2 separate regions of the Mus musculus genome follow, and region 1 is linked to region 2. A link is a contact called in public HiChIP or PLAC-seq data. All regions are on one chromosome and are shown on one strand. The core of a region is the stretch at or near the end of the contact, and the rest is flanking DNA. Distances in the headings are between cores, read along the strand shown. Region 1 has its middle 8.9 kb from the start of Gm41429. Region 2 holds the start of Txnrd2 (thioredoxin reductase 2).

Region 1 (3,541 bases), core at 260-2,759, 260 kb after region 2:
CTTCTCAGCAAGCTGCAAACTGCCCTGCCTCCAAAGGAGCTTACAAAGCAGCAGGCTTCTGCATAGTGAGAAGGAGGCATCTGTGTGACCCCCAGGCCAGGGTCCTGTGCTTGAAAGGGCAGCAAGGTGACCTGTCAGAGCACAAGGACAATCAGGGACTGCTTGTTCATCCACACATCCACACTCCCCACCCCCACCCCCAGGCAAAGGAGGTGGTGACTTCTCTCTGCTGGGTGGCCTAGTGATGCCTTGAGCTTCCCAGCTCGGTCTCTCTGAAACTTGCATGTGCTTATTTTACTTATTCGGTGGGAGGGGGCTCACTAGTTTTGGGGACAGGTTCTCATGTTTCTCAGGCTGGCCTCAAATGGACTATGTAGCTGAGGCTGAACTTCTGATTATCCTGCCTCCTCTTCCTAAACACTAGTATAACAAGCACAAGCCTTCAGCCAAGCCTGTTTTTCCTCTCCCCATCTCTCCACCTCTCCCTCCCACCCGGCTCTTTCTCTGACTTGGTCTCCCTATGCGGCTCAAGCTGGCCTGTAATTCAGGATCCTCCAGATCTCACCTCCTGAACCCGCAGGCACATTCTCATTTCAAAGAAACACTGGTGGGGGGGGGGGGGATTCCCCTTTTCAGGTTGGAAAGAGGGGCGTGTTATGGAAAGGGAGGAGAGGGGTACTGAGATAGAGATGTAAAGTGAGTGAGAGAAAATGAAGAGAACCTAGAAATAAACTATATAGCTAAAAAAATTTTAATGTGAATAGGACAGAAAAGAAACATTTATTATAATTTTAGCATAAAATGCCTTTCTTATAAAAAAATTTAAAATTCAAAGACCTAAGGAATAAAAGGCTAGTCGCTAGTCCTCAGACCGATTATTGACTTGGTGAGTGCCTACCCTGTGGCCGCGGCACAGGCTGACAACTCTGTCCCCAGGGGCTGCCGTGACCTCAATACACAAATAAGTCATTGCTTCAGCCTGGGCGGAGCGTGGGACCCGGGAGGCGCCAGGAGAGGGGGAGGGCGGGACCAGGCTGCCACAAACACTCCAGTCTCCAGGGCGGTGCGGTTTGCAGAAGGGCAGGAGGGAGGGCCTGCCCTGCGCTGCGCTGAGCTGAGCTGAGAGGTCAGCAGACGGCTGGGCCCCAGTTCAGTCTGCAGCGCTGGTCAGCCTCTCCTGGAACATGAGAATCCTACTCTTCCCAGAGCTGGCCTGCACTCACCTCTGACAAATCAGAACCCTGCGTTCTGGGCTTGGAGAATGTCTCAATAAAACTGAGAAGAGTGGAAGAACGGGGAAGAACAGAGAGAGGGAAAGAAGGAGGGGTGGGAAGAAGGGTGAAAAACACACAGAGAGAGACCCAGAGAGAAGGAGACACACAGGGAGAAACGGTGTTTATATCTAAGCTCAGGCCCGCCTTCATTCCAGAGTGCTCACTCAGCCCAGATCTTCGGAGCCCAAGGCAGAAGGTGACTCAAATCATGGCAGGGCAATCTGAGTGATTTGGCCAGTTTCCACCGACAGGGGGCCTCAGATCCCAGCTATCAGGCAGATGGGCAGTAAATGTCATGGTTGGATCTCTGTAGGGCACGTGCTGGACAGAAGCTGCTTTTTCTGGTGTGGTTTTAGTTGACGTTGGTCTTAGTCGCCAAGAGAGGAGATATCTCACGGCTCTGACTCCCTAAGGGCAAGGCTCTGCTTCAGCAAAGGTGAGCATGTAGAGAAGGGAGGGAGGAAGCTGGAGAAAAACCTGCGGTGCTTCCACCCAACAGGGTCAATGGAAACACACCACACACAGACAGAGGACTCACTCAGAGAGACACACACAGACACACATAAACATACACGCAGACACACTCACAGACACATACACAGAGACAGACATGTACAGTACAGAGACACATGCAGACAGACATTCACAGAAACACATGAACACTCCTATAAACACTGACAGATACATGTACAAAGACAGACAGACACACACACACACACACACACACACACACACACACACACACACACACACGCGCGCGCGCGCGCGCACGCGCGCGCGCATGATGAGTACCTTGGAGAGATTGCTTACATAGCATCCATAGACCCTAAGTTCTGAAGCTGCCCATATCCCAGGCACAATCAACCAGGTAATTCAGAGACTGACCCAGTGTTCCCTGACTCTCAAAACCAACATTCCTGAAACTTCCCCTTACTGATCCCTTCTCCCTGTGGATTTTTTGTACAGCCTTGGGTACATAGGCATATGAAATAGATCGACAAAATAAAAAATTTTAAAAAGATTTATTTATTTATTATGTATATAAGTACACTGTAGCTGTCTTCAGACACTCCAGAAGAGGGAGTCAGATCCCATTACAGATGGCTGTGAGCCACCATGTGGTTGTGGGATTTGAACTCAGGACCTCTGGAAGAGCAATCAGTGCTCTTAACCGCTGAGCCATCTCTCCAGCCCCTACAAAATCAAATTTTTATGTGATAAACAACCATAACAAACCATAAAGAATTTTGTTTTAAAATGTCTTTGGTGTACCTGTAATTTACCATTTATTTACTTTTTAAAAATCCCCAAATTTGCATGCTAATGAAATAAATGTACTTATTTATTTTTGCTCTAAGAATTAAAAATTGGGAGTTGGAGAGGTGGCTCAGTGGTTAAGAGCACTGTCTGCTGTCAGAGGACTCTGGTTCAATTCTCAGCACCCACATCGCAGCTCACAAATGTATACAACTCCCGTTCCCTGGCACCCTTCATAGATATGCTTGCTTGCCATCCTCCTGTTTCAGACTTCCAATTTCTGTGATTATAAGTAAATGTCATGGCTGGATCTCTATGACGCACCTGCTGGATGGAAACTGCAAATCTGCCTATAAGTGTTATTTGAAAAAAATTAAACATTTTCCAGCATGTGGTTGGTTGGGTTCGGGTCAACCCCGATAAGAGTGTCAAGTGTGTGTCGAGTTGACACTAGAGATGATGGGAGAGATTGGGTGGGACTCGTGTGCTCTGTGCATGGTGGGAGACACTGCTGTGTGGGACTCCTGTGCTCTGTGCATGATGGGAGACACTGCTGTGTGGGACTCGTGTACTCAGTAACATGCTCTCTGCCTCACCTCTGCTTCCTTTACCTAAAGTACTTTCCAGCAGTGCACAGCCATGTTATTTTCTCTAAATATTATTAAGTTATGTGTATGGCTGGAGGGCAAAGTAGAGGGAACCTGTACCTGAAGACTGCAAGGAGCAGGGCACCCACCCCTTGCTGGAGTGCTGGGATGCTCTGGGATGGCCTGAGTGCATGTCCTAGTGGATTGCACACATTTTAGGTTATGCAAGTCAGACTTCAGGAACACCATCTTAAAAAGTAACTGAAGGGCTGGGAAATGGCTCACTGGATGAAGTGCTTGCTATGCAAGCACCAGGGCCTGTGTCTACCTGTACCTGTACCTGTACCTGTACCTGTACCTGTACCTGTACCTGTACCTGTACCTGTACCTGTACCTGTACCTGTACCTGTACCTGTACCTGTA
Region 2 (3,516 bases), core at 753-3,252:
AAACAGTGCTGATGTTTTTAGTTTTTTTTCTCTGTCTCCAAAGGCAGGGTCTGTAACCCAGGCAGGCCTGAAAATCACTATGTAGCACACTGACCTAAAATCCATGCTTCTCTCGCTTCTGCCTGAGGGCTGGGACCACAGGTGCGTGCTGACACACTGCTTCATCTTTTAAGCTGCGTGTAAATATATCCACATGCTACATCTGGCTTTAATATCTGCCCACAACTCTCCAAACTGTTCACAATTCTTCTCCTTCCTAATTTCTTGACCTTTGGAACAAAAGCCTGATGGTTTTGGGTCCTGCTGGGAACAGTGCTTGATGCGGCTATCCTATCCCACTACGATCTGGGAAAGCTTGAGGGAGAATCTGACAGAAATGTCAGATTTCAACACACCAAATACTCTGGGGACAGCTTTCTGCCTCGGTTACAAGGGCCACGAGGGAAAGTCCTCTACTGGGTGCACACACTGCTCCAGGAAATGATCACGCCTGAAACCGTGTGCTCACACACTTCTGCCTCCTACACTCAGAGGACAACTTGGTAAAGCCTCCAGGCTGCTCCTCATCAACCATCTAAAGACACTCGCACCTGGCATCTAGAAATGTGCAAAGACTGATTTGTTGCCGGTCGGTGGTGGCTCACACCTTTGATCCCAGCACTTGGGAGGCAGGCAGATTTCTGAGTTCAAGGTCAGCCCGGTCTACAAAGTGAGTTCTAAGAAGCCAGGGCTACACAGAGAAACCCTGTCCCGAAAAACCAAAAAAAAAAAAAAAAAAAAAAAAAAAAAGACTGATTTGTGGCTAACACCAACTTTTCTATTGTCTTCTTAAGAATGACCCTCACATGGAACAGAAAATGGACTTCTGTTCAATAGGAAGGACGTCTCCCTTCCTGGAAAAGGATCCTCTACTGGGTGCACACACTGGAGGCTTAGCCACATTTAGCCAAGCTCCTTTTAAAAATATAAACTTTAGCTTCATCTCTGACAGCTCACGGGTGCATCCCTAGAGCAACTTTAGACCCCAAAGTGTCTGCAGCTCTGTAGCTTCTGTGGGATCATGGGAATTAGCCCAGCAGCAAAGCCACGAAGAGCCTGTATAAAGCACCCTTCCCTTCTCTTCCCTTCCCTTCATGGATTCTGTGCTCCTTTGTTCCCCAGAAGACACCCACTTGTCACCTCTGCTCAAATGGAGATGACTCAGCCGGTCCCCTACAGCTCCTAGGTAAAATCTGTCCCAATTATTAGGGCGATGCTGTTTCTCTGTGACAAGATGTCCTCTAGGGCCCTACCCCACCACAAGCTCCCACAAGTCGTGGCAGCTCCCACTGTTCTCCCAAGGCTTGGAGGGCCAGCAAGGACCCCAAAAGTCCCTGGCTGGAAGACTTTCTCTTTTTAGCACACACCCAAAGCCTGCCGTAGTGCTCCTGCCCTAGTGCTCCTGAGCTCCAAGGGGTCCCTTTGGGAGTGGGGGGGTGGGGGTGGGTAGCACTTCTTTTGCAAGGAGTGACCCGGGGGCACCCTAAGGCCTCTCTCAAGAACCCCTGTTCAACAGCTTCCAACTCTACTGACCATCCCTGAGCCCTGTAACTTTGACCCTAAGGTTTGCATCCCAATCCAACAACTAAGTAAGTCGGACCCTCTTATAATGGGCCAGGCCCTGGATGTGCTACATTCTATCCAGGTTAAGCCCAACTCCACAGCCCCACCGAAGGACATATCTTCCACCACAGCACTGATACTCAAGTTCGGTCACCTGCCTCCCTTCAGCGACCCCCCAGCCAAGATCAGACCCCCTTCACATGTGTCCCCATTCCCCAGCGCCGGCTTGCGCTCTCCTAGGTCAGAACCAGTTCCCACGTACGGGCCCTTCACCCTAGTCCCAGTTCGGTGCATGCAGATTCTGATCCCGAGTCCGAGCTCCGGGCGGGCACCACTCACCTCGTCAAGGCCGCGCACAGGTCTGACCCCGAGGCGCGGACGCTCAGGCAGTGCGAAGGGCAGCCCTGACCGCCTGAGGTCCCCGGACCATGGCGGCGATGGTGGCGGCGATGGTGGCGGCGCTGCGTGGACCCAGCAGGCGCTTCCGGCCGCGGACACGGGCTCTGACACGCGGGACAAGGGGCGCGGCGAGTGCAGCGGGAGGTAGGGTGGGGTCGTGGGCGGTGCACGCGGAGAGGGTGCCTGTGCGAGTGTCCACAGGGGGTCGCGGTGGCGGGGCTGTCCTGGAACGTGTCCGCGTGGGCGTGCCCACACAGGCCAGGGTTCTGATTAGGAGGGGACCTGCTTCTAGCAGGGCTGCTTTTTCCCCAGGTGTCTAAAACGTTGGCGGTGCCTTGCCTGAGGCCCTCCTGTGGTGGCAGCAAGCCCAGTCTTCTGGGATTTGTGTCCCCAATATTAATCGTAGCCCTGATGTCAGGGCTGTGATGGGATGATGTCAAGGGCTCTGATGGTCACAGGTACCCCATTGGCACACAACTTCCTAGGTGCAGCAACTCTTTTTATTGTTCTAGTTTTTTCTTTTTGTTTTTGTCCGTAATCCCACCCCCATGTAGCCAAGCTGGCCACAGACTGCTTAGGTAGTTGCCACCGACCGTGGCCTTCTGGGGTTACAGTCATGAACTACCTTGGTTTGTTGTTTTGGGCTTGATTTTGATTTTTTGAGTGATGGTCAGTTGGCAGTGCAGCTAGAGTTAGCCTTGAGGTGTTGGCCCTTCCTTCCTCAGCTTCCAAATGCACCTTCATGACCTGCCTAGTGTTTGGGGAGTGAGAAGACACTAGAAAGTTTGTGGAACCAAGCCCCAGTGCTTGTCAGGGCTCTTGAGAAGGGGAAGAAACAACTTGTTTGCACCAGGAAGCGTTATTGCTGAAATCAGGATAGTAATTAATTTCAAAGGGGGAAACTGGGTACCTCTCAACATGGGTCCACTACCCCCAATAGGCCAAGTTCCCCCAGAGTTTCCCAGTGGTATGATCAGTTTCATGAGTGGTCTCCATTATGTCTTTTCATGGTGACCACCCTTAATACTGCCCCCTGAATGTGAGTGACAGAACTCAATTCTGTCCACAGGGAGCGAGCATAGAGGGAGAGGAGCAAGGGCAGGCCAGGGTTCTTCACAGAGGCAGTGCTATGAAAGGTACAATGGCTGGCCCTTGGTCTACAGGGCCAAGGCAGGTAGACCGACTGCAAGTGGAAGTTGGCAGAGGCCTTGTGGCTCAGTGGCAGAAGCTAACCTGGGAGAGTACCAGGAAGCAGTCACTACATGTGAGGTGGGAACCTAGGGGACAGACCTCAGGGATTGACGGGTGCTCTTTCAGTAGCTTTGCTAACTCCCAGGTCTCTGGCTCTTCAGGGTCTCCTAGTGCTGTATATTAGGTGGAGGTAGTTTTAGTGATTTATGTGGAGGTTAAAAAAAAAAAAACAATCGGGGGGTTCGGAATAAAAAAAAAAAAAACCCAAGTCAGTCAAAGTACCTGTGCCATTGGTACCGTCACTCTGTGTCATTGGTACCGTCA

Evidence for each region. HiChIP or PLAC-seq counts read pairs in DNA pulled down with a chosen protein or histone mark.
Region 1: an H3K4me3 HiChIP or PLAC-seq map of craniofacial prominence shows a contact between it and region 2, with 4 times the contacts expected there. The contact joins the enhancer-like site here to the promoter of Txnrd2 in region 2. A contact is called at or near these places in 9 of 39 promoter capture datasets (the 3T3-L1 cell line, 3T3-L1-derived adipocytes, cranial neural crest and 5 more), 15 of 484 Hi-C or Micro-C datasets (the AML12 cell line, the C2C12 cell line, Sertoli cells and 11 more), 3 of 115 datasets of contacts at active chromatin or transcription factors (the SCID.adh cell line, acute myeloid leukemia and craniofacial prominence) and 2 of 9 other capture datasets (adipose tissue and embryonic stem cells).

What each region holds. Positions count from the first base shown.
Region 1 is chr16:18,686,067-18,689,607 of GRCm38.p6, forward strand. No RefSeq gene overlaps it. Among named protein-coding and RNA genes, the nearest start is that of Gm41429, 8.9 kb to the right of the region's middle. Within about 2 kb of position 1,510, at least 313 of the 459 cell types and tissues checked have an H3K27ac peak or open chromatin away from gene starts, as enhancers often do. A contact at or near this core is called in 3T3-L1-derived adipocytes, the AML12 cell line, the C2C12 cell line and 14 more, where this site is marked.
Region 2 is chr16:18,424,415-18,427,930 of GRCm38.p6, forward strand. Txnrd2 (thioredoxin reductase 2) reads left to right here and starts at 2,003. Exons shown (of 18, transcript NM_013711.3): 1 at 2,003-2,145. The coding sequence starts at 2,031. It overlaps Comt (catechol-O-methyltransferase), which reads right to left and starts at 2,302. Exons shown (of 6, transcript NM_001111062.1): 1 at 1,942-2,302.